Regions from separate parts of the Mus musculus genome. Here all the other regions are linked to region 4. A link is a contact called in public ChIA-PET, HiChIP or PLAC-seq and promoter capture Hi-C data. All regions are on one chromosome and are shown on one strand. Each heading gives the region's core, a stretch centred on a gene start, on an enhancer-like site or on the middle of the called end of the contact. The rest is flanking DNA. Distances are from core to core; before and after follow the strand shown.

Region 1 (3,821 bases), core at 1,153-3,652, 600 kb after region 4:
TGAGACATTGTCGAGACTCTGGAAGAGTCCTGAGAGCCTGTGCACCAGAAGCAGGCTGCTTTCTTGCTGTTTCAATAGTCTGGGAGCTGTTGAGCTTGAGGGAGAGCTCTTCCATTTAGTAAAAGTTAACTGAGACTTACTCCATATTAGAATCCAGAACCTGCTACCAAGTCTCGTAAGGTGGAAGAAACATGAGAGCCCACAGTTGGGTAGGTAAGGTAAACACAGGTGATTTTAATAAATACAGTAGACTGGTTCCCAGCTGGGATCAGAGCGGGGCCTACTTGTTGTGGGGGTCAGGGTTGGGATATGGGAGTCCCACTGTTGCTAACTGAACTTAGATGAAAGGGGAATGGACAAAAGGGATGGAGAGGCCAGGGATATCAGTAGGTCATTGTAGACACATCAATAGGAACAGAGACTCAATGGAAGCAGGGCAGTGCCTGTGAGAGCCATGAGGCCTATCCAAAGCATAAAGAGTATGGAAGATGATCGGGAAGCTGGCTATGGGCATTGTAGGCTGAGAGGAGCATAGCAGGGAGGACCTGGCCTTCCAGCCCAGCGGTGATATCCTGGTTTTGCTGTTTGGCTCTCCCCATTCTACATTCCTTCTGGGTGGCTGCAGGCTGCACTAGGAGGTGTTGAGGGAGCCTTGTCAGGGTTTGACTCTCCTTTGTTGGTTAGTAGCCATCCTGTGTCCTCTTGACCTTCGCTGGCAAGTGCTGTGCCTCTGTTACAGACAGGACTGGACCAAAATGTTCACAGACGTCAAACCCTGGCCTTGACTTAGAAGCTCTCTGGCACTGTGACAACTACAGCCAGGACAACCCACTTCCTGGTGAAATGAAAACGGGACTTTGAGAATCACGGACAAAGAGTCATGAAATAACTTCCAGGAGCATACCCTCATGCTGACTAGAGTCTGCCGCTGTCGTGAATCATAGCTTGGCTTTCGCTTTCAGTTCCATAATCTCCCCCGACTAAATGGAGTTAAGGCACTGGAGCCTCAGACTAAGCATGGTGCTGTGTTGTAGAGCACGGTCAGTTTGCCTTCCCCTACATCATTCTTGACTTCTCTGTCTCTCAAAGCTTGTATGTCTGCTTGGTATCCAGGAAACTGCAGGTAGGGCTGTATTTGCCGTGTTTATAGGTCAGATCACATCAAAGCTGCTACAGGAGCCACCTCTGCTCGCCTGTGTCCTGTGGAGGCCTTCACTAACTGAATAATAGCATGACTGCTAAATAGCAGTCTTGTGCCCACCAATTTGCCTGAGTTCTAACAGGCACTTAGAAGCTGCTTTTGTTAGGCATTGTGTCTGACTACAGCTTGCTCTGCATGGACATGCTAATTACTCAGGGAGTGCCTGTCTCTCTGACCCATCTCTTCCTTCAAGGCTGAAGGCACAAAGTTAGGTCACGTCCTAAACCTCAGTCATTTTGTATTCTGGGACCAGCAAAGTCTCGCAGGATAGCACTTTCCTCTCAAATGACAAGTGTGGTATCCAGACTGGCCTCCTTTGGATGACAGAAGAGCTTGTCAGACTACCTTGCAGGATAAGAGCTGAGAGTGAGGGGGTGGAAGCACACCTGGATCAATACTGCTAACTTATGTGTATCTCTTGACTCTGCCCCACTCCTTCACTGTTTGAGCATAAAGCTCTTCTAAGTACCCTGCAGAGAGTCCTGGAGGTCACTGGACCCCTTTATCTGTCCCTCTTCCAAACACACACTGCTTTTCATTATTATTCATTTCTTTAGTTGATATATTGGGGGTAGCTGAACACACACACACACACACACACACACACACACACACACACACACATGCTTAGTTCCCCAAGACTGTATTTCAGGAAAACAGTTAAGTGGAAAAGCAGTGTAGTGGCCAGTAGAGTAGCTCCACAGAAGCTTAAGAACTCTATCTTCCACAAGAGAAGACCCCCAGGCAAACCTCTTGCCCCATCTTGCCTTACGGACTCTTTAGACTTCTCGGCCTGGCAGTTACTTCTTCCGCCATGTATCTCAACTACGGGCATTCTCATTAGGTCCTGAGAGCTATACCTGATTCTATCACACACACACACACACACACACACACGCACGCACGACTCTTGACTGCATACATGCTCTCTTCTTTGTGAAAGGACTTCACCAACTTGCCCTGCCCACTCTCCTGCAGTCATGATGGCCCTTCCTCTTAGGCTCCTACATTGCTTCTTACACAGTTCTGCTTACTACATTTTGACACGTTGCCTAGTTCAACCACAAATTTCTAGGCTGGTCTCCGCTTCTTTCCAAGGAACTTGGCACTTGAAAACTTTGTGTATAACACGAACAGCGCTCCTAGCGCTGCTGAGAGAATATTTTGGAGTTCTTAACCTCGTTGGGCCTTCAACTTCCTGTGGTCATCTGGCTTGTTTGTACCATGGCCCTGCCCATTCTGGGCTCCGTTGAGAGCAGATTTGTAGGGAAGTGCCCTTTCCTGAATTAGCAGATTTCGGTTAAGTGGCTACAGAGGAAGGTGGAGCTTGGGGAGCTGACCCAGAGTTTTCACTTTTGAGTTTAGTCCAGTATCACTGTGGTCATATTTGGGAGAAGAGCTGAGCCCCCGAGGAAGGTGATCAACTTCTGAATCTCCCAGGTAAGCACTTCCTCTAATTCCTGCAGGCCTCGTCTCAAGCCCTCGGCTTATCCTATGGCTAATGGAGGTTAGCAAGACTGTGCTATGAGTTCTCACTGGTGACGGTGGTGCCCAGCCTCAGGACCGGTCTCTAGAATACCATTCAAAAGCAGCACTTTGGAACCATGTCTGATTCAGATGAGAAAAGTCAAGAAGCTCTTAATTCAAACATGTGTAGACTTTCGACTTGTTTCTGGTGACAGTGGAATGGAGACATGCCCCTCACTGGAAGAAGAGAGAGGTCCAAATGTATGAACCTAGAGTTTAAATCCTAGGGTTCCTTGCAGGAAACCTCATCGTCTGGCACGTGCGGAGTAAATGTTGAGTGTGCGAGCAGGTAAGTATGTGAATGATTGTGTTAGCTGGGCCTTGAACGAAGATAGTTGCGTCAGTTACCTTATTTTATCCTTTAACAGACTACTGGAATGTATGTTCTCTTCTGACAGATTGGAAACTAAGTGGTGATACACACACACACACACACACACACACACACACACACACATATAATTTAGGGGAGAGTTGTCAGAAACAAATTTCTTGCTTTACCAAATCTACTGCCTCCTTTTGAGACAGGGTCTCACTATGTGGCCCAGGTTGTCCTCAAACTCCTGATACTCCTGCCTCAGTCAACCAAGTGCTATGTTTACAGGCACGAGCACCAGGTCTAAATTTGCCCAACCCTGTCCCGGAATTGAAGTGCAGAGGTGACTCAGACATCACAAGGTTATGAGGCTAGCCCTTCAGAAATGGGGACCAACTTAAGTGAAAACTAAAAAGCAGATGACAGGGAGTCAGCATGTGTGGAGTTCAGAAGCTCAAGGAGTAGCAAGAGGAAGCTTGGGGTGAGGGCAAATGAGGATCCTGCAGTAGTACCACAGAGTTTGGCTCCATCTGTGGGAGGAGCCATGACAGCGTGAGCCGGGCTAGATTCAACCTGCGGAAGCAGAAATATCAGGAGACTCCTGGAATAGTCAGTAGTTGTGGGGACAAGAAAGAGAGGACAGGCATTAAAGTTCTTTCTCAGAGCCCCAGCTAGGGGCTAAGTGACTGTTCCCTTCTAAGCAAAACTCTTGATGCTTCTGGCCAAGTTGAGGGCAGATTTGTGGAAGGCTAGTGGAGAAAGGAATCTGCCTTTGTT
Region 2 (3,656 bases), core at 106-2,605, 920 kb after region 4:
CAGAGGAAGGGAGCCCTCCCCTGCTAAAGGCTCAGCCACGGGCGGGCTCGCTAACCCCACAGCCACCCCACCCTGCCTCAGCCTCCACAGCTCCCTGAGCCCTTCCTTTCGCTTCTGCTTCCTTCCCACAGCTGCCTCACAGGAAGGAAGCAGCTACCTCACAGTTACTCTCCATTGCCCTAAGAAAACAGAGATCAGATCAGAGGGACAGTCAACAACAAAGATAGAAGGTCAATCACCAGCTGCAGGCAAGGCTAGACCCAGGTACCATTCTGCTGAGCCTAACAAAGGTCTCTCCTAATTCCACCAGCCCAGCCAAGTGATCCAGCTCCCCAAGATACGGACCCAGGGACCTTTAAGTTTCCAGGGATACCGGGCTTCCTGTAGCCAGAGATGGTGCCCGCCCTCCTGGCTGCTTCCTCTGAGAGACGGGTATGGATCAGGCCCCAAGTTAGGATTTTAGCATTTCACATACTGTCTGTCCAGCACTGGGCGAGCCTCCCTTGTCCTCAGCTTTGGTTTTCCTCTGAGGAATGAGGTGAGAGCAGGCTATGGCCTAGGCTGGTCAGGGGAATGTCATTATTCTCTGATATGCTACCTGGGACCAGTCAGCATGTAAGTCCTGTTTGAAGACACAAGCTGGCCTGGCTGAGTCTTTACCCTGTGACCAGGACAAGGACTAAGTTAGGGTTGGGACCAGCATCGTTAGTCCTCCCTGAGGTGACCTAGCGTTTGATCTCTGAGTCTGAGAGGGACAGCCTCCGTACCCTGCCATATCTGATTCACGAGCCCTCCAGGGGCTACTAGTACTGTGCCCACTCCACAGACGCAAAGACTGAGGCCCAAAAGCAGTCAGCAGCTCACTCAAAGTCTGCATGGAGCTGAATGAAGATCTGAGCCTGGCGGAGTGGAGCCAGCCTTTCCTCCTCAGGCTCCGGGACAGATTCAGCCATCTTCCTCATCTTCTCCTTTTAGGTAACAGATGAGGTAGCCAATTCACTTCTCAGGGACTTAGGAAGGCAAACAGGAGGTTGCCACTGCCTAGAGAGGAGATCTTACCCTACATTCTAGAAGAAACAGGCTTCACGGGTAGCTTCATCAATTCCCGCCCTCCCCATGACAAGTAGCTAACGCCACAGCTAGCTCTTCCCCTTGGTGTTCCCTCCATACTCCAGATGCCAGGAAACTGAGTCTGAAAGAACTCAAAGTTTGCCTCAATCCCAAGGACAGCCCCCCACCCAGGCTTACCCTCGGGCTAAGAGCCCCCCCAGAAGCAGCTGATCTGGACAGCCCCTGGAAGGGGCCCAGAGGCAGTGATGTACACCAGTCACAGGTGGGCGCCGTCTGGGGCCGGCAGAACACAGCGCAGACTTTGGCACCATCTCCACCTCTTCTGAGCAATCATTAACCATGCAGAGACCACACCTCCTCAGAAGGCACTGGCTGTGACCAGAGCAGGCAAAACCCTGGAGGAATAGGCAGGCCCAGTGACAGAGAAGGGGCAAATGCCCAGCCCAGGGTCTCACTGCAAGCAAGAGGTGGTGACAGTCAGAGGTCATGTCAGGACCTTCTGTCCTCTCCTGGCTCATCTTCAGTGGGGACCTGTAGAGAAAGCGGTGTGGGGAGATCTCTTGGGATGAAGAGACTTGACAGCTATCAAGCCCTTGAGCCCTCAGGCCAAGCCCCGAGGCCGGCATGAAGGGGTACCCACCCTGCAGTTCCAACAAGGCCTTTTCAGCCCTGTATTTGTCCCCTCTAAGCAGGACATCAAAGGGCAGGGCCAACACTGGGCATAGTGGCATATGTCCTTAATCCCAGCACTCAGAAGACAGAGGCAGGTGGATCCCTGTGAGTACCAGGCCTAGCTGGTCTCTATAACCAGTTTTAAACCAGACATAATAAGATGTTATCTCAAAGAAACAAAAACAAGCCAGGCAGTGGTGCCTTTGATCCCAGGACTTGGGAAGTAGAGGCAGGGAGATATCTGAGTTGAGGCCAACCTGGTCTACAGAGCTAGTCCCAGGGCAGCCAGGGCTAGACAGAGAAACCCCGTCTCAAAAAACAAATGAAAACAAAACAAACAAACAAACAAACAAACAAACAAACAAAATCAAAGGGCAGGATCACACACTGCCCCAGGGGCTCCACACACTCCCAGTGGTGGCCTCCCTCGGGGGAACAGGTCCCCAAGTTCATTTCATCTTACCTCATAGTAGGAAGGAGGCCCATGCTGCAGCTCACCAGCCGTGCGCCCCTTCCTGGCTGAGTGGCTGCTGTTCGCTCTGGAGACCGAGGCATCCCTGTGCAATCCTGGTGTGCTGCTGCGGGTTCTCAGGAAGCACCAATCTACCCAAAGAGCTCATGGTTCTGCAAGGTCCCATTGAAGGCTGGCCTCACGTCTCTGAGGAAGGAGGAGAATCTGTATTTGCTGAGCACCTAGTGTGGGCATGTATTTTTCACAACCTACTTCCATAAGGGTTCAACCTCCCCTCTAGCCCACCACCCACCAGAGGTAGTAGGAAAGTTTATTAGAATATGGGGAAGTGAGTGGGCATGTTAGCACATGCCTTTAATCCCAGCACTCGGGAGGCAGAGGCAGGTGGATTTCTGAGTTCAAGGCCAGCCTGCCTGGTCTACAGAGTGAGTTCCAGGACAGCCAGGGCTACACAGAGAAACCCTGTCTCAAAAAACAAAAAACAAACAAAAAAAAGGATATGGGGAAGTGGACCTTTTTTTGTTTTAGATTTATTTTTTTATTTTATGTATATGAATACACTGTAGCTGTCTTCAGACACACCAGAAGAGGGCATCAGATCCCATTATAGATGGTTGTGAGCCACCATGTGGTTACTGGGAATTGAACTCATGGCCTCTGGAAGAGCAGTCAATGCTCTTAACCGCTGAGCCATCTCTCCAGCCCCTGGAAGTGGGCCTGTTTAGAAACAGTTCTTTGGGATCTTCCAATCTTCTTTCTCCTTAGTTCAGTCCACGAGGAAACACCAAACCCCAATCAGCAGCTGCAGTCCAGTCCACTCAACAGACATCACACACGAATCAAAAGAAACTGGGAGTCTCACCAACGGGCTGGAGCTTGCTGAAGCTGCAAGAAGCCACAAGAAACCTCAGGAGTTCTTAGACGAGTTTCTTTCCACCACAAGCAAAGCTCACCAACACAATGTAAGGCCAACCAATACATGAAGGTCGTCAGCGAAGACTAGCGAGTGAGGTGGAACCAGTCAATGCTCGAGCTCCCAGTGTCTGTGGAGTCATATTTATCATCTTTCTAAACATCATGCGTCCTTTCATGTGTCTGCTTTAGCAGAACAGCCTTTCATCTGTGTGCCCCGGCAGAACATTATTTGACATGACTGACTTTCCAAAGAAACCAAAAGTTTCCACTTCAACCTACTGTGTGCTTTACATTGTGTCTCACGGATGCTGGATACCACCAGAATAAAGGACTCTGTTTGCAGGGTCTACCCTCCCCCACCAAGGAATGGAGCCTAAATTCATGCTCGTGTCCCTTGATGGCTAGTGACTGAGAGGAGCCCACTCTCAGAGAGAAAATGCTGCCCTCCTCATCACTCCCCCATGGGTGTCCTCTGTGCTTCTCCCTGCCCACAAAGCATTCCCCTACCCTGACCTCCATCATGGGT
Region 3 (3,449 bases), core at 372-2,871, 530 kb before region 4:
CTCCCTCCCTCCCTCCCCCCTCTCCCTCCCTCCCCCCTCTCCCTCCAGCTCCCTCTGTCCCTCCCTGGAAGTGGGGGGGGGAGAGATCTAAGAGAGAGATCTGGCTATATAGTTTATCTCTTCTTCCAGAGAGATCAGTTAAACTACATTTCCCAGCCTCCCTTGTGGGCAGGTGCAGCCATACAGTGAATCCTCGCCAATAGAATGCTCAAAGAGGTCACCAGTGGTGAGTGTGAATTCCAAGTCTGGCTCATACCACTGTCTTGCACAGCCCCAGTTACCTTCTCTAACATCCTGGGAAAGCTCTTTTATGTGCTAGAGAAGCACAAAGCCATAGACTGAAAAGAACCTGGGCTCAAAGCAACCATCTGGAGGAGAGCCATTTGGGGGTGTTACCTGACCAGAAACAAAGAGACAAATGGACCAGCAAGGAGTAAGGTGTGAGGTGCACAGCAACAAAGCCTACCCCATCACACATAAGCTCTTCCACTATGAGGCACACACATCCTATGCGCTAACCCACTTGCACTGTCTATTTAGAGACAGACCCCACAAAATTTTAAGTCTCCCAGAAAACATAGTGACCTCTCAACCTGCAACCTATTGACTTAAAAAAAAGATTTATCTTTATTTCTTATGTGTATGAAGGTCTTTCATGCATATGCACCATATGTGTGCCTGGTGTCCCCCAAGGCCAGAGGACAGCTTTATATACCCTGGAACTGGGGTTTTAGAAGGTGGTGAGCTGTCAGGTGGGCAATGGGAACCAAACTCAGGTCTCCTTCAAAGGCAGCAAGTGCTCTTAACCACTGAGTCATCTCTCTGCCCCAGACTTTTAAAGCAAAACAAAAACCAACCAACCAAAAACCAAAACAAAACAAAACAAAAACCAAAAACAAAGAATTCACAAAAGAACTGGTCACTGTCTAGCTCTCAGGTGACCAAAGCTGTGAATCCAGAGGGAGAAATTCATTGTTATATTAAGAGCTGAATATCCTGTCTTATGTCTTTGCATCTCTTAAAAATTCTGTCTTCCCATTGCAGACAGAGAGCTCACTTAGACCAGCGGCATTCTGGAGCCGCTTAATAAAGGGCTTGACCGTTCTTAACCACCAGGGGGCGATACCACGTAACTGAAGTAGACAGTAACTGCAGAAAGGGTGGGACCCCTCTGGCAGGTATTCCAGTGCGGTGGCCAGAGAGTTCTTGGATAAATGGGGAGGGGACAGCTAAGAAGGCTTCTTTGACACCTGGCTCCCACTTACACACACACACACACACACACCCCCACACCCCCCCCCCACACACACACACACACGCACGCGCGCGCGCACCATCGTTGTTCCAAGGGCTACCCTACCTGTATGTTTTTCTGCACGTATAAAAACTCAGTAGCTGGAAGATTTAGCTGCAGGGGTTATGTAATAACTATGCTACCTGCTACCAAAACTTCTAAACACGTAGCTGTTGGAAAATGAAAACACGGGGTCAGGGTGGGGGAAGAGAGCACACATGTCGTGCAGAGCCACGGACCTGCAAGAAAACAGTTTCTTCCACATCACTCTGTGGTTTCCTAGTAAAACCGAAGGCTGCGAGTTCTGCTTCCTGGAATGGGAGCTTGCTTCCCCTCACCCCCATAACGAGCCCTTGCTAAAAATACCTACAAAAAGCTCAGCCTGTTTAACAGCACCAAAGAGCAACTGAAGATTTGTAGAGCAAGATGAAAGAGAGATGGGAACTCCCGAGTTCAGTGTATAGCCCAGCGGCTTAGCAGAACTTTTGATGAGCACCCCAGCCAAAAGAGTATTCAATACGCAGCTTGGGTTTTCAATTGGGGTCTCATATCCACAGCTCCAGAAAGAGAGGATTTTAGGTCAGGTTTCCTAAAGATAGACCAAGACAGACACTTACAAGCAGACCTGAATCAGGAGATATGACCTCAAGGAAGCTACAAGGAGAAAAGAGACAAGGAAGAGAAGTGGGAGCATACATGAGAGAGGGGCTGAGACTGAACAGTCTTTTTCAGGCCTGGAGGCTGGGGATAATTACCAGTAATTCCCTTTGGAGAACGTTGACTCTACAGAGTTAACTCTTGACTTTCCATGTTGTCCCAGAATCTTTTTAGGAGCATAGAAAATTAGGGGTGGGGATGGGGGAGATGCAATCTAAAAGTCTAAACAAAGGAGATGTAAAAATTCTAATATTAGATAAATAGATTTTAAGATACATTTTAAAGAAGAAAAGTGACCATTTCGTAATGGTGTAGAACAATTCATTTCCTAATAAATTCACAGTCCTAGCCTGTCCATAGCTCACAATATAGGTTTAATGTGTTCATATGCAAATCATGTTATATGTGTATGTAAGCACATGCAGACACATACATAAATGTATCTAATGCATCAAAAGATGCAGTCACAACAGACAGAATTAAGACAGATGGACCAATCAAGACTTGGAATACAAGACTTCCACACATCTCACTCCAGACCTGACAAGAAATCAGCCAGGACATTGAAAATCTGAAAACTATAACGAATAGACCTGGCTTAATTGATATATAAAACATGTCCCTAGTGATAATAAAATTCAAATTATTGCCAAGTGGATATGAACATTTTAACAGAGGAGAGCCATATGCTGAGCCCAAAAGAACTTCAACAGTTTTCTGTGCTTATGATCACCTGTTATTAGTGTGTGTTAGAAGTAAGCCAGAAAAAAGCACCAAAATTCTGATGTGCCAAACGTCAAATATGTGCTTTACAAATAATAACCTAGAGTTGGAGGCTGGGGAGCTGTTAAAAACACTTGCTGTTCTTGCAGAGAACCCACATGACTGCTCACAACCAACTCTAGCTCAGGCCAGCCTGGGCTGCAGAACCACTATCTCCAGAAAGAAAAAGAAAAAAAAAATTAAAAGAGGCACTAGATAAAAACAGGAAAGCATATAATCTCAGTCATTTAATTTGGGTGACTGAAAAATTCAACTGAAAGGAATTAATTCTTGGTAAAGTAAGTATCGAGACTGACTAAGAATAGATAATTTTAATAAGATAACTTAAATAAACTAAGACTAGATCATTTAAATAATACTTTACTCAAGAAATGGATCTTGTAATTCAAAATCTTTCCACCAAGGAAAACTCCAGACAGCTCCGTTAATTTCTGTCAAGTTTATATATCAAGAATGAATCTAGTACAACTGATATAATATCAAATCTTCCCGGGAATTTAAAAAGGAAGGAGAATCGTCATTCAGATTACATTTTCAGCAAGTTATTTTGAGTGTGTCAACAAGCTGATTCTAAAATTTACATGGAGAAGCAAAAGACCCAGAATGGGCAGCACTGGGTGAGAGCCAACAGAGGTGAAGTATGATGCAGGCTCAAGATGTCATAGAAAGCCGTAGCCATGGAGACAGGAGGTCTAGGGGCAGAACGGACAAATGG
Region 4 (3,291 bases), core at 264-2,763:
GGACAGAAACTACCAAAGTTAGCACGGGATGTCCCAAGGAATAAAGAATAGCTCTTTCACAGACAAAATACTCAAGAGGTGTGCCTCAGTTTCTTTCACTAGCTAATACTGATAAAAATACAAAATCATTGAAGTCTTTCAAGGTTTCTATTTTACAGTTGCATTTCTAACTGTGAGCACAGGGTGTGGCGCCGCCTGTACCCACTGTTGCTGTTCCCGGGCAGCTATGAGCAGGCACTTTTAGGATGCTGTTCTAGCTTTTAAAGAGAGAACTCTAAAAATGATAAAATTTTTCAAGCAAAAGAACAGAATAAGAAAGGGACTTGAGAAAGACAAACACCAACACTTTAAGAATATCTTCAGAATGATCACTACAAAAAAAATATTTTCTGTACTGTTTCAGATGATTTTGAAAGTGGTAGCCATATCTCTCATTTATATTGTCTAGAAGTTCAGAACTATATCTCTAACGCCTCAGAGAAATTCTTGAGTTCTACCAAGCTCACAAAGAGCAACTAAAAAGCCAATTACTAAAGGAAACACCCAAATCGAAACTTAGAGAGGCCAAGCATAGTAGAATTCAATTGTGTCCACAAGAAAACAGTGTCCTGGACACAAGGTTGCATGAAAGATGAATTTTCTTAGGGCAAATGCAGTTATTGAAACGTGATGTATGTATGGTAATGAAAGGAAATCTCTGCAGGGACATCACATCTTTCGGGAGGACCTGTGTGACAGGTGATAATTTTGAAAGCAATGAGCATAGCCACCAAGATAGGGAAATAGGGTCTCTAATCCACAACGGACGGACCAGCCAACAGTTGAGTAATGACTGATGTGGTGGACGAGAGTTACGAAGCAAAAGGCAAAAGCTATGTCATGGGGAGTAACTGGGAATAAAGGCATCTGGAGCTTATAGGAAAATCTCCCTGGGAGGTCTGGGGATAAAATGCACAGCCTTCAAGAAAGGCGAGTAATCAGGAACATAGGGGTTGTCTCAGATAACCGTACACAGAGACTCAGGAACGAAGGCTTTGTAGCCAGGGTGGAGACGACCTCCGGGCAAGGATCCAAGAAAATAGGAAGCAACAAGGAGCGTCCTGGGGTTAAGCGACAATATAATATGGGTCGTCACCTAGGGAGCGGTGACAGAGTTCGGTCAGAATGCATTTTGGGGACAAAATGTTTACGAGCTGGAGTGGGCAGAAGGAGCTTGAAGACTCAAAGAGGTGGGCGGGAGACGGGAAACCGAAGCTCTCACCCGAGCCGCTCCCGGGCCTGTGAAAGCCCATGATCCGGTTGATGCGTTGCTCGGAGTTCATGAGCAGCTTTCTCCTCCGCAGCTCCGCTCGCCGCTGAGAAGCCGACAGGCCCGACGGCGTCGCGGGTCTTTCCCCGCCGTCCGTGGCCGCAGGCACCGGCTCCATGCTTTCTCTACGGTCTAGATCAGGCTGACGGTAAAGGCAAGGATGACTTATGGCAGGGCCGCAGAGTTCGCTCCCACTCCCACTGTAATCCCGCCCTCTAAGGGGCGGGAACTGAAGCGTGAGCATGCGCTAATCGGCTGCGCCAGGCTCTGCCGCCATGTTCAGTGAGGGCAAGCCCAGTTCAAGGGTTCCCTCTTCCTAAGTTGGCTCGCAGTGCTCAGGTTTCTCGCCACCAGGTTACCTCACAGCTGCTCTCGAAGATGAAGAGACGGATGCCCTCCTGATGAGTGAAATGACAGTGAGGAGCAGGTCCATTTTATTCTCTGCCAGGAAGCAAAATGGAGGTTGCAGCGGCGGGAGCTTTTTACCAGCCAACGCGTCTCTGCTCCTTGGATACGTAATTGCGGGTGCGACGCTCTCCGGGAGCGTGGCCCTGGGATTTGGTGGCTGTGGTGATCCTAGTTCTTTACTGAAAATGTCTGGACAACAAACGAAGGAGCCTCAATCCACTATCCAGTCCCAGGCCGTCCACTTCTCTATGGAGCTGCAGAAAGAGCTCTCTCTCCTTCTTACTAATCCGGGAGTCACACTGCGGACTCTGGCTACACCTAACAGCCTTGCCTCGGTAGCCAGAGAGCTCACGTTAGGAACAGACAACGGGCCTGGGCTCGGTTGTATACTCTTCGTTTGTTTTTGTTTTTCGAGACAGAGTTTCTCTGTATAGCCCTGGCTGTCCTGGAACTCACTCTGTAGACCAGGCTGGCCTCGAACTCAGAAATCCGCCTGCCTCTGCCTCCCGAGTACTGGAATTAAAGGCGTGCGCCACCACCGCTCGGCGGTATTATTATATATTACAAAGGATCCTGCAGTCTGAACCAGCTTGTTCATTCTGAGTTCTCTCCCCAGCTCAAGTGGTGGCGTGCTGAAGGAATGCGAAGAGTTAAAACCGTTCAATACTAGCCAGATTTAGTATTTCGGGAAGTGCAAGCTTGAGCAGTTAAAATTAACTGTTTCATTCCCTGCGAAGCCGCCCATTTGACATGGCGTGTGCCAGCTGTTGGGCTTTTCAGATCAGACCTGGTACGTCTTTGGTGAAGCAGCAGCTGAGGAGACACCCCAGAGCTCACCATAGCCCATGAAAAACCCAAGGAAGGGGTCAGGCCTGAGCACAGTGATCATATTAAGGTTAGAGGCAATAAACTAATGAAAGCCATCATATGCGGCAGTGTTTGTCAGCAAGGCAGATCAGGTTCCCATTTGATGGGCAACCAAGCAATGAAACACACCCACCCAGTACGAAATGGAAGCTCAAGATGCAATTGATGCATTCCATCAGTAGACAAGTGGCTCCAGAATTTTGTTCTACACCAACAGATTATCAACTAGTGGTAATTAGCCTGGTATGATGGTGCATGCCTTTAATCTAAGCAATGAGGAGAAAGAGGCAGGTGATTCTCTGTGGGTTTGATGATAGCTTCGTCTACACAATCAGTACAGCCAGAGCTACACACTGAGACCCTGTCTCAAGAAAGAAGAAAGAAAGAAAGAAAGAAAGAAAGAAAGAAAGAAGGGAGGGAGGGAGGGAGGGAGGGAGGAAGGAAGGAAGGAAGGAAGGAAGGAAGGAAGGAAGGAAGGAAGGAAGGAAGGAAACAAAAAACTGCTGTCTGCCTCACTTTATCCTGACTTCCGGTGCACAGCTGTCTCTCCTCTTACGTCATTCCTTCTGTTTGGACAGAGAGTAACTGGTGCATGGGTATGTCCACCAGCTTTACAAACACCTAAATGGCCAATGTTGCTGTCTTAGTCACTTTTCTATTGCTGTGAAGAGACACCATGACCAAGGCAACTCTTATAAAAGAAAGCT
Region 5 (3,580 bases), core at 729-3,228, 960 kb after region 4:
TCTACAGAGTAAGTTTCAGGACAGCCAGGGCTACAGAGAGAAACCCTGACTCAAAAAAGCCAAAAAAAGAAAAAAAAAAAAAAAAAAAACACCCATACTGGTCATGCATGGTGGTGGCACATGCCTTCAATCTCAGTTACTTGGGAGACTGAGGCAGGAGGATCTCTGTGTGAGGCCAGACTGATCTACATAGTGAGTCCTAGGACAGCCAGGGCTATTTAATAGATTTTGTCTCAAAACAAAACAACCCCACCCCCCAAGGTCTATGATGCCTGCTTGGGTTTAATTCCTGACATAACAAAAAAGGAGAAACGGTTACAGGGCTGAAGTGATAGATCGATGGATCGGCATTTAAGAGCACAGGTTGCTTTAGCAGAGGACCCAGGAGACACCTCAGCACTCATCCACATGGTTTTATACACTGGATAACTGGATCCACAGTTTATAACTATTTGCAAGTCTAGTTCCAGGGCATCCACTACCCTCTTCTAGTCTCTGAGGACATCAGGCACAGAAGTGGTGCACACAGACATGCAGGCACACACACACACACACACAAGATCTTAAAATCTTCAAAAGAAAACAGTAACAACAAAGTTTTAGGGAACCCACATTGCAGACATGGGAGTCATCTGGTGAGTATATGGGCTGTCGGTATCTGGAGAATGGCTGGCAGCAGTCAGACAGGGACAACGTAGTCCAGGTGGGTGGCATGTGCCTCAACACTCAACTTCAGGGTCACCCATCAGACTGCCAGAGAAGAGATCCTGCTTCCTGGTGACAAGTCACAGGACACCAAGTGGCTTCTACTGACTTTGTTTCTTGTAGGCCAGGTGGGCTTAACCTTCCTGCCTCCGCCGGAGGAGCTGGTACTACTGACATGCCTAGCGTTCCACTGAACAGGGCTGATCTTACAGGGAAAGGAAGTCTCAACTTAAAGGGGAGAAACCTAGGGGTTTCAGGGTGTCATTCTGAGAGTTAGCAAGAGGGACACAGAGAAGTACTAGGGTTGTGAAGACACACCAAGCATGGTGGCTGAGGTACAGGGAGCGGGCTCTCGCAGGAGTAAATAGCACTGGAGGTTCAGGGGCGTGGCTCAGCAGGTAGAGGTGCTAGCTGCCAACCCCGACGATCAGAGTTCAAACCCTGGGGTCCACATGAAGACAAGAAATGGTGCCTTCATGTTGTCCTTTGGCCCCTTTATTCTCAAAATAGATGGGTATGTGTCTTTTTTTTTTTTTTCAAAGCACACAGGCGTTCCAAAAGTACTGCAAATTAGGTAAGTCAGAGGCCAGGCATTATCTGCCAATAAGCAAAGCCCACACTTTCCCCTAACCCTTTATTCATACCTGGATTAAGTTTTGTTGTTTTGACAGTTCTGGGGAGAGGTCTCAGACTCACCCACAATACTGGGCCAGTCTTCTGTTACTGAAGACTCCAACCCACTCAGGCAAACATTCACTGAACAATGACACATTTCTGCAAACACAACCACGTGTGCTTAGCAAACACCTGTGTTCACAGCGATCCCCATTCCGTTAAGGTAAAATGTTACAGCCACGAGCCCGGTGTGGTGGAGCACCACACCTTTAATCGCAGCACTCAGGAGGCAGAGGCAGGTGGATTTCTGAGTTCGAGGCAGCCTGGTCTTACAGAGTTCCAGGACAGTCAGGGCTACACAGAGAAACCCTGTCTCAAAAAACCAAAAAGCCAAAAAGCCAAAAAAAAAAAAAAAAAAAAAAAAAAAAAATTACAGCCAGGCCAGACAAAGTGGCAAATGCCTTTAACACCATTACTTACTGATCTGCTGATCTGAGTTCAAGGCCAGCCTGGTCTACGTGGCAAGTTACCATCCAGAGAGAGATCTGTCAGCTGAAATCTAGAAAATAGAGATCACATGGCCAGGATCACTGCTGAGCCTTGGGTCTGGCATCATCAGCTTAAGTTGTCCTTGTCTCTGTTATTACCACAAGTTTTACAGATAAGTGTTCAATAAATTGTGAAATATCCATTTTTATACTTCTGACCTCAGGTGACTAGTCTTGCAGCCGTTCTGGGCAGATGTTATTCATTTATATTTCCCATGTACTTTTGAGACAGAGGTGTGCACACAGGTGAGGCAGATGTGAATGCAGCTATAAAAACCATACACATAAGGGTTAAGGAAAGTGGCACCTCCCTCCCACTCCCTTGGAGATGCAGCAGAGTGGGGTGAAGGTGACAAGGAGCCATGGATTTCTCTGAATGAGTTCTCTGTACCAGGAAAGGGCAGGGAAGACAAGGGCTGAAGCTCGGACACAGGAACGGACCGCTACTCTTCCATGACAATGCTCCTGTCGAGTCTGCACCTGTGGGTCAGGGTGCACACATGTGGTGTGTCTGCTGGGTGTTCCATACACAGTCAATGATTTCATTTACTCTTCAAACTTCTAAGAGGCAGGAAGGTTAGCTTCATTTACAACTGGAGCAACTCAATTTGACTGAACCAAAGCGGATACAGGACAGCCGAAACCTGATCCCCAGCAGGCCCCTCTTCCTCCACACACCAGCTAGGTAACTGCTTCTCACAGGATCCAGGCTGTGTGTGGAAGGTCTGGTTAAATCACTGGACCGATGCTTTTCCACACTGGCTTTCACCCTTCCCTCCACATGGGAAAGCTTCCAGACAGAAAGACCCACAGCTGGTTTTATAATTTTTTTGTTATAAAACGTTTAATGTTAACCTACAATACAATGTAAACCTTTATGAAAAAATTTAAAGTACACTAGATTTCTTCAGGAAATTATTAACTACTCAGGTGCAGTACAGGAGGGGCACTGCATCTCTTGTGGATGCATGTTTTGTTGCTGCGTTCTCCCCGAGACAAACAGAGAAGCCAACCAGCTGTAAGGTGGCAGTCCCTGCTCAGCGCCAGGCGACCCCTCTGATTATGTGCTCTGGGGGCTACTGCTCCTTCTCAGTCACCTCCCGACATTCTTTCCTTGGCCTTGGCACCATTAGCAATTTTCATAATAACTCATCAGTTGGAAATTCTAGTTAATTTTTTTCTATTTTAAGTTTTAAAAGAAACAGGAATCTTGCCTTCTCTTCTGTCATAGTGGAAGCAAGCAAGGAGAAAAACAGAACAAAAACAAAACCCCCCACAAAACCTATCTGCCACAGACGATTCTGCAGAGGAAGAAAAGACCAGACTGAGGCTGTAAAACTTACTCAGGTATGGTTGCTTGGTCACCCCCATGGTCATTCAGCTGAGGCCACTTCAGAGGGGAATGAGGGGCAGAACTGGAAATAAATCCTTCCATTGTCCATGACTTGACTTTGGAACAACTGGCAGAATATTTTGGAAGCAATTTAAGCAATAGCAAATGGTCACAGGTGTCTTCAAGCTCACAGGTCTTTGGGAGTCACAGACTGAACTGGCCTCAGGGACAAAATGTGAAGTCCACAGTTCACCCAGGGAGAGAAATGGCACCCAGACAGCAGACCTAGGTACAGCAAGAAAACTGAAGTGTTTCACAGCTACTGGCAAGCCTATGCAGTGGTGCATACCCACATGCCCACTACAGGAACCAGGAGCAG
Region 6 (3,763 bases), core at 598-3,097, 520 kb after region 4:
GCTCTGGCTGTTCTGGAACTGTCTCTGTAGACCAGGCTGCCCTCGAACTAAGAGACTCAACCAAGTGCTGGGATTAAACGCATGTGCCAGAACTGCCTGGTTCAAACTCAGTATATAGCTGAAGCTGGCTTGAATTCTTGATCCTATCTCAACCACTTGAGTGCTGAAAATGACATGTATCTGCTACCACAACTGGCTCAAAAAAATGTTTAAAAGTACAAAAGTAGAGACTCAGAAATGGCATATACATTTATTAGGAGCCAGACTTAACAGTATTAGATTGGGGATGCATACACTTAAATTCGACGTATCTTGGGGTCAGAGAGATGGTTCAGTGGTTAAGGCCATGTACTGCTTTTGTAGAGAACCAGGGGTTCAGTTCTCAACACCCACATGGTAGCTTATAATGGTACCTCGAGTTTCGGGGGATATGATACCTTCTTCTTATATCTTTGGGTACCTGTCATTCATATACACATACATGCAAGCAAAACACTCATCACATAAAATAAAAACATATTAAAAATTTAAATATATCTCCCTTTAATATGGTAAAAAAAAAAAAAAATCCCAATTTTATCCAGGGCAAGCAGTTCACAAACACATTAAACTTCCCAAGATTAGTCTGCTCAGCAAGCAAAATAACCAGGGAAAGACTTCTCTGCAGGGACCTGATAGGTTAGCACAGAAACCCAGATAACAGTTCTTGTACATTTGGGTTAGTATTAAGTAGCTAGCTCGGGAAGGGACTCTGAAAAGAGAAAGAGGCCAGCTCGCCCTGCACTCCTCTAGTATCCTTGTTACCCACCCAGTTTTGGTTCAAACAGAGCCATCTGGTAAGGTTCTGCCCAGAAGTGCACCCTGAGTGAGTATACACTGTTCTCCACAACTCTGCATCGAGTGTGAGATGAAGCAGTCAGAGGCAAGATGAATACCTAAGCTTCCCCGCCTCCTGGGCCTCCTCAGTGGAAAAAGCTGTTGGCAACAGACACAGAAATACGGTTTTGAAGGACATAGTGGTGCAAGCCAGCGATGCCCACACTGAGGCAGGGAGACCCATGCAAGTTCAAGGCCAGCCAAGTCTACCAAGGAAGAAACATGGCAAACCAGGACGCAGTCATCAAGCCCAGGAGCTGGGATTCAAGAAGACCTTCCAGAGCTCACGTTGGTCCTCCCTCTCACTAGGAAGGATGAGGGCAGGAGGTCCACCACGAGTTGGAACAGTGAGAGGCGTCGCAAAATAAATGTAATAATAATGAAGTAAATTAAATAAAGCTATTCGGATCTGTCAGAACCATAGGGCTTTGAGAGGAAAGAGAAGCAATGTGGAGTTGTGGAATTAAAGACAGACAGGGACGGGGGCTGGCTCGCCTACGAGTCAGGCTGGGAAAGTCCTGTCGCTGTCTAAGAGGACAAGACCTAGAATGGGGGGAAACTGTTCGCAAGTGAACGCCCTGGAAAGGAGGACGGACAAATTCCGCAGGGTAACGAGTTACTAGGTCCAGCACCCTTCGCGAGAGCGAGCTCGCAGCTCCGGAACGTCGTGCAGAGGCTGGCGGGCGCCAGGGGAGTGACAGGAGGCAGGGCCATCCCATCCCGCCTCGGTCCAGCCGCCAACCCCGGAGCCCCCGACTCACCTTCCTCCCTCCCCGCCGGCTGCGCACCGGACACAGCTTCCCACAGGCGACGCGCCCTCTCGCGGTCAAAGCGCACTCCGTCCGGTTCCCGACCCTCCGGCTCCTCGGAGCCCTTGTACGGTCCGGCTTCTCCAGGGTCCGCAGCATCCGTAGCATCGGGCGCAGGACACTCCATCTTTCCGGCAAGACGCGCCGTTAAGAAGCTGCGCATGCGGCCTGCTACCACGAGCAGTGGGTGGGCGGGGATTTGACCCGGCCAGCAACTCTCGCGAAGTTTGGGCTCTGCAGAGTCCCGCTGGGGCGGGGCCCTGAGGGGGCGGGGCCCAGAGGAGGCGGGGCCCAGAGGCTCATTTTGTTTTGGTTCCTCTGGCGCCTTAGGAGTCCAGTGAATTGGAAAAAAACGGTTCATGTTGATCACTTCTTAGCTCAGGGCTCTCAGTTTTGCTCAAGGTGAGCCACTGACGGACACTTGTCATTTCCTTTTTCTATATGTGGAAAATTATCTCCCATTTCTTTTCTTTTTTCTTTTTGGTTTTTCGAGACAGGGTTTCTCTGTGTAGCCCTGGCTGTCCTGGAACTCACTCTGAAGACCAGGCTGGCCTCGAACTCAGAAATCCTCCTGCCTCTGCCTCCCGAGTGCTGGGATCAAAGGCATGCACCACCATGCCCGGCAATTTCTCCCATTTCTTTGGAAGAGAACCTAAGACCCAGATTCTAGAAATGTTTTACTTAGCTTATTAAAGCAGACATAATGGTACAGCTCTTCATCTCAATACACAGGAGGTGGAGGATATAAGATTAGGAGCTTGAGGCCAGCCTGGGCTACCTGAGACCCTGTCTAAGAAGCACTTACTAATGGCTGAGCACGGTGGCTCATACTTGCTATTCCAAAATTTGGGAGACTAAGGTTAGAGAAATGCACATTTGAGAAAAAAAAGACATTGTTCGAGAAAAAGATAGTTAAGGCTGTGGTCAAAGTACTCTGGAGGACGCAAGACGACCAGGAGTTCAAGACAAACCTCTGCTCCAATAATAGATCATCTCTCAACGAAACAAAACACACCCACAAAACAAACAAAAACCCAGACAATAATAAGGTTGGATGTGGTGCCTGCCTGTAATTATATCACTCTGGAGGCTGAGGCAGGAGGATTGTCATGATGTATTTGAGGCTAGTGTTGGGAGCCATCTTCACTTTATGGGGTCTGGATGAGAGAGTTAGAGCTTCTCCTTGGTCTGCAGTATCTGATAAGTTCTTGGGCTTGTTCTCAGTTCATTCCCAATAAGTTTATGAGGTAGCATCCTCTGTTCTCAGGAATAAGTCGTTTATCAATCTCTGCCGATGAGTGGTGCCGAGCAAATAGGAGTTTGGGTCCACTGAGGAATACAGTTTACTTCTACCCTCAAGGTGGAGACACAGGCTGCTTGTAAAATGGAATCTTGGTCCATTTTACACGGTAGGAAACAAAACAAAACACTGTTTTACATGATAATGAGGTAAAATAGGGCACTGCTGGTCTTATATTGCTGTAATATTAGTTTTATTATTATTATTACTGTTATTGTTATTATTATTTGTTGTTATATTTTTGAGACAGGACCTATGTAGCCCTGGCTGTCCTGGGACTTACTATGTAGACCCAACTGGCCTTGAACTCATAAAGATCTACCTGCTTCTGCCTGCCAAGTGCTGAAACTAAGACTAAAGGTGTGTACTGCCATGCCTAGCTTTAGGTATCACTTTGAGGCACTGTAAAAAGGCAGAAAATTGAGGCGACCTTGGAGTGACAGAAGCCCCTGACCCAGGGGTCTAGTTTGCTTTTCCTGTTCACTCAGAGTTGGGTAATTTCAAAATAATCCAAGAAGCCAAGGTTGCTATAGTGATAGTGCTTATCTTCCTAAAGACATCTTAGAGGAAGAAACTAGAAACAACTGACTGAGCTGGTGGGATAGGCCAGTCACCCCACAGCTTGGCACATAGAGTTGGAAGGTCAGGAGTTCAAGGCCAATCTGAGATACACAAACTGACTCGTAACAGCAGAAAAGGGCTCTAGGGCTCAGCCTGTAAAGGTGCTTGCTACCAAGCCTGACATCCAGTGTTTGATCCCTGGGGCTCTTACATGATG
Region 7 (3,703 bases), core at 184-2,683, 560 kb before region 4:
ACTCTGTGGCCCAGCAAACAAGGAATTCCACTATGGGCAGGCCTTGGGGACTGGGGATCAGTCCACCGGGGTCCTCACCTGGTTGTGCCGGAGATTGATTATGTGACCCTGGTAAGTCACCTCTGAGCTTTGGAGTCAGTGATGAAATCACTGACTCTAGGGTAGACTGGGGAATAGCTGGGTCTCCGAGCTCCCCTGAAGAGCAAGCAGCCTCTGAGCCTCGAAGGCACTGTGCTGGAGGACTCAGCACATCAGCAAATCCTCCTGAAAGCAGACAGCGGGAGAACCTCTGGAATGAGTGAGTCTCTGCTCAGGGAAAGCAATGCATGATGGTCCCCTCTCTCGTTCTACCCAACCCAACTGTAGGCCAGGATTGGGCTATCCTTGTTCCACCTGCGTATGTGTCCTCCTTATTCTGCTGGCCTTTCTAAGCACACACAGCCTTCATTGAAACTGCTTTTTGTCCCATTCTCCATCTATTAGCTTGATATTACAGAGACATTATTATTCTTTTAGCGATTATACATGAAATCAGAGCACGTGTCCTTACATTATTATGTCTAGCAGCAGTTTATGTCCTTGCATCCTGGACAATGGAAAGGAATTTGAAACTCTGTAACTATATGTAACCATTCCACCTAGATTGGCTTTAATAATACATACATAAGTGTTTATGTATTTTAAATACATATAGAATATATACAATGAAGCCCATCTTAAGATGTCATCATTGTTTCATTGAGCTGGGCCAGCAAGTCACTCTTCAGTGACAGGATCCTGAGGGAAAAAAAGGCAATGGGATCAGAAAATAAAGAAGGTAGGAGGCTGGAGAGATGACTCAGTGGTTAAGAGCACCAACTGCTCTTCGGAAGGTCCTGAGTTCAATTCCCAGCAACCACATGGTGGCTCACAGCCACCCATAATGAGATTTGACACCCTCTTCTGGTGTGTCTGAAGTCAGCTACAGTGTTCTTACATACAATAATAAATAAATAAATAAATAAATAAATAAATAAATAAATAAAAACTAAAAAAAAAAAAAAAAAGGTAGGCAATTGTACTCCGGAGATCTCATCCAAGGTCTGTCTTATGCCAAGCAGGTTAATTCAGAAGTACAGTATCTTAAATGTCATTTTAAGGAGAGAAATGGGACAAAGTCAGCAGGTGGCCTTCTGCATGCAATAAATGAGGCCTATTCCCATGAGTGCCCATGCACTACTGTCCCTTCCCATGAGTGTTCATGCTCTCCTGTCCCCTCCCATGAGTACCCACATGCTCCTGTTCCTTCCCATGAGTGCCCACAGGCTCCCTTCCCCTGTGTCTCAGTCTCTTCTGAGACTCCCTAGAGATCCTCCATTACGTACGGCTTCCTTGACCAACCCCAGACAGTTGGAAGGAACCTCATAACCCAGGAACTCCCTGTCAGCAGCTCTCTGCCCTCAGAGGACAGAAGAAGCTGATACTCTGTGGTCTCTGAGGCTGAAATAATAGAGGCTGGAGCACCGAGACCCAGGAAAGCGTACCATCCGGAGGCCCCTCCTAGAGAGGCACCCGTTTCACAACTCAAGCAAGCGGTTCCACTTCTGCAAGAGAAAATAATACTTCAATTTCATTCCTAGAGGAAAAAGGAAGAGCGGCAGAGCTGACGTGCTCTCTGACACAGTGCACGCCCGAACCACGGACGCGCTTGCCTGCCCAGGTCTTCCTCCAGCCCAGGTCCTGCCTGATCACACAGCTGCAGAGTTAGTGCCAGGTGTACCCCGGAGGTAAGGTAGGTGAAGGTCGTGGGGACCAGGACCCCCAGGGAGGCTGGTGAGGCTAGGAGAGGAACCCTGGCCAGAGCCAGCACCTTTCCATTTGTCAGCAGCCATGGTAACTATTAAGAGGTTTGGGTTTCTGTTCTCCCCAATCAACTGGGATCCAAGACAAACAAGTCTGCCTCTGCAGGAGTGCTGCTTCCATCAGACATGACTGCTCGGCACTCAGAGAGAGATCCCACAGGGCCACGTTTACTTTCAATATCATTGGGCCATGACACTGACTTTGTAAAGGATGAACTCTGTACTCTCACCAAGTCCAAGGGCACTGGTGCCCAGCCCTCCATCCTGGGCTCAACCTGAATCCTGCCTCAGGAAGAAATGGTCTTCAGGGTCAGAAGGCAGTAGCCTGAGGTGTATCCATCTGTCTGCTGGGGAAAGGGTATCCTCGGGGGAATGGGGGGACAAGGCCCCACTACCAACTATATCCCCATTGATATACTACCTTCAAAAAACAACAGCGCAAAAGCCTGGCAAACTAGCACAGGCTCCCTATCCCACAGCCTTCAAGAACTAGGCTCCCATTTTCATTGGGCTGAGAGATGACTTCTGTATGTGGGTATATCCTTACCTATTTTTTTTTTAGCAGGTATGCCTCCAGACATTTTCTGTGGTCTGGTGCTATAGGGACTACAGGGTGGGTCATACCCTATGCCTGGGAGACAGAAGTGGAGCTTGAGGAAGACAAGAGCCTGTGGAACTCTGGGAGCCTGGGAGTTGGGGGAATGCAAACATGAAAAGTTAGGGGTTGGCCAGGTGTCCTTGTGGTTGATGTCACAGGACAGAGACAAGGTCACTTTCCTCAGGGAAGAAAGCATTTGAACCAGGCCCTGAAAGATGAGCAATGTTTTCCCCACAGAGTTTAAGATAGAACATGTCTTCTTAGCAGAAAATATATATATATTGCAGACCAAAGCCAAGTGCTAGAGAAAGAATATAATTACTGTGGAACCTCACTCGGCCCTTGGTTCTTGCTAAAAGTGGCAATAAATCCTAGGTGGTGTGGGGCGTGTAGATATGACCGTGTCTACTCTTTAAAGCCAGGCAGGGACCAAGCAGACCCTGGATGGGGCCTTCCCACATGCCCCTTGGACACTGAAGGACAAGTTCCTGGAGGTGGAGCTGTAGGACCTTGTGTGGATTTACTGGTGCTCCTGAGGGTCTTCAGTGAGCCAGATTTTCCTTCTGTCCACTGTCTCCACCAGGAGCTACCGTGGCCCAGATGTTCAGGAAAGGCAAGCCCTGAACCTGGTGTTGGGGCCCCTGAACCAAGTGCTGGGCTCGCTGGAAGCACCCCCAAGAAGGTGCTCGATGTTTTTACTTCCATGGGGTACTCAGGGTCCTTTTCCATTGCTATGTACCCCCTAGCTGGAGGCACCATATCTTTCCCTTCAAGAGCGGTGCTCCCAAGAGCAAAGGCCTATCTCCACAGCACCTGGATTGACACCTGGCTCGAAGAAGACTCTGCAAGAGTTTGTTTGTTGCATGCCTGCCAGATTCAAGAAAGCCTGTCCTGTCTGCTCATCTGTTCCTATAAAGCAAGGACAAACTGTCTCCAAATGGCCTGTGGACTATCAGGCGCCACCCTGTAAGCTGGTAAGCTTTATTCCTTGCTGAGAAGGAAGGGCACACCTGTGTTATAAAACAATACAATTTGGAGAGGATGGGCAGTTATGTCCTGTTGGAGTATAGGGAGATGGAATTCCAAGTTTAGTGTCAACCTCCACCCCATCCCAGCTTGGGGAGAATAACTGTATCTATTTACACATGGTCCTCATCAGCAAGATGTGGCCCCAAGATCTCTAAGTAGGCAGCTTGCCTGGGCTCAGAAAACTACAGAAGTGTGTCTTTGTCATGTTCTTCCCAGGATCTATGGAGAGGCCCCT

Evidence for each region. Promoter capture Hi-C pulls out the DNA fragments that hold promoters and counts their contacts. ChIA-PET counts read pairs in DNA pulled down with a chosen protein or histone mark. HiChIP or PLAC-seq counts read pairs in DNA pulled down with a chosen protein or histone mark. Capture Hi-C pulls out chosen DNA fragments and counts their contacts.
Region 1: a contact with region 4 is called in an RNA polymerase II ChIA-PET map of memory CD8 T cells, with 9 read pairs. The contact joins the promoter of Hk3 here to the promoter of Caml in region 4. A contact is called at or near these places in 1 of 39 promoter capture datasets (liver) and 1 of 115 datasets of contacts at active chromatin or transcription factors (memory CD8 T cells).
Region 2: a contact with region 4 is called in a promoter capture Hi-C map of liver, with 2.8 times the contacts expected there. The contact joins the promoter of Cdhr2 here to the promoter of Caml in region 4. A contact is called at or near these places in 3 of 39 promoter capture datasets (the C10 cell line, liver and pre-B cells), 3 of 484 Hi-C or Micro-C datasets (B cells, CD8 T cells and muscle stem cells), 6 of 115 datasets of contacts at active chromatin or transcription factors (astrocytes, bone marrow-derived dendritic cells, embryonic stem cells and 3 more) and 1 of 9 other capture datasets (liver).
Region 3: a contact with region 4 is called in an H3K4me3 HiChIP or PLAC-seq map of bone marrow-derived macrophages, with 4 times the contacts expected there. The contact joins the enhancer-like site here to the promoter of Caml in region 4. A contact is called at or near these places in 2 of 39 promoter capture datasets (cranial neural crest and stem cell-derived epiblast-like cells) and 2 of 115 datasets of contacts at active chromatin or transcription factors (bone marrow-derived macrophages and embryonic hindbrain).
Region 5: a contact with region 4 is called in a promoter capture Hi-C map of liver, with 2.5 times the contacts expected there. The contact joins the enhancer-like site here to the promoter of Caml in region 4. A contact is called at or near these places in 3 of 39 promoter capture datasets (the C10 cell line, hippocampal neurons and liver), 1 of 484 Hi-C or Micro-C datasets (bone marrow-derived macrophages), 2 of 115 datasets of contacts at active chromatin or transcription factors (bone marrow-derived macrophages and embryonic stem cells) and 2 of 9 other capture datasets (adipose tissue and pancreatic islet).
Region 6: a promoter capture Hi-C map of liver shows a contact between it and region 4, with 2.7 times the contacts expected there. The contact joins the promoter of Zfp346 here to the promoter of Caml in region 4. A contact is called at or near these places in 5 of 39 promoter capture datasets (erythroid cells, liver, pre-B cells and 1 more), 3 of 484 Hi-C or Micro-C datasets (CD4 T cells, the G1E-ER4 cell line and muscle stem cells), 4 of 115 datasets of contacts at active chromatin or transcription factors (astrocytes, effector CD8 T cells, large pre-B cells and 1 more) and 2 of 9 other capture datasets (adipose tissue and liver).
Region 7: an H3K4me3 HiChIP or PLAC-seq map of the 230-238 cell line shows a contact between it and region 4, with 11 read pairs. The contact joins the promoter of Tifab here to the promoter of Caml in region 4. A contact is called at or near these places in 2 of 115 datasets of contacts at active chromatin or transcription factors (the 230-238 cell line and embryonic hindbrain).

What each region holds. Positions count from the first base shown.
Region 1 is chr13:55,019,966-55,023,786 of GRCm38.p6, reverse strand. Hk3 (hexokinase 3) reads left to right here and starts at 2,402. Exons shown (of 19, transcript NM_001033245.4): 1 at 2,402-2,641.
Region 2 is chr13:54,699,162-54,702,817 of GRCm38.p6, reverse strand. It overlaps Cdhr2 (cadherin-related family member 2), which reads right to left and starts at 1,355. Exons shown (of 32, transcript NM_001033364.3): 1 at 1,249-1,355.
Region 3 is chr13:56,149,708-56,153,156 of GRCm38.p6, reverse strand. No RefSeq gene overlaps it. Among named protein-coding and RNA genes, the nearest start is that of Gm31657, 15 kb to the left of the region's middle. Within about 2 kb of position 1,621, at least 99 of the 459 cell types and tissues checked have an H3K27ac peak or open chromatin away from gene starts, as enhancers often do. A contact at or near this core is called in bone marrow-derived macrophages, where this site is marked.
Region 4 is chr13:55,621,227-55,624,517 of GRCm38.p6, reverse strand. It overlaps Caml (calcium modulating ligand), which reads right to left and starts at 1,513. Exons shown (of 4, transcript NM_007596.2): 1 at 1,262-1,513. The coding sequence starts at 1,427.
Region 5 is chr13:54,663,174-54,666,753 of GRCm38.p6, reverse strand. It overlaps Faf2 (Fas associated factor family member 2), which reads right to left. Exons shown (of 11, transcript NM_178397.3): 11 at 2,691-3,580. Among named protein-coding and RNA genes, the nearest start is that of Rnf44, 23 kb to the left of the region's middle. Within about 2 kb of position 1,978, at least 6 of the 459 cell types and tissues checked have an H3K27ac peak or open chromatin away from gene starts, as enhancers often do. A contact at or near this core is called in liver, where this site is marked.
Region 6 is chr13:55,103,393-55,107,155 of GRCm38.p6, reverse strand. It overlaps Zfp346 (zinc finger protein 346), which reads right to left and starts at 1,847. Exons shown (of 7, transcript NM_012017.2): 1 at 1,638-1,847. The coding sequence starts at 1,812.
Region 7 is chr13:56,176,615-56,180,317 of GRCm38.p6, reverse strand. It overlaps Tifab (TRAF-interacting protein with forkhead-associated domain, family member B), which reads left to right and starts at 1,433. Exons shown (of 3, transcript NM_001168615.1): 1 at 1,433-1,771; 2 at 3,186-3,413; 3 at 3,685-3,703. The coding sequence starts at 3,690. It overlaps Gm31657 (a long non-coding RNA gene), which reads right to left. Exons shown (of 8, transcript XR_382472.1): 3 at 79-264.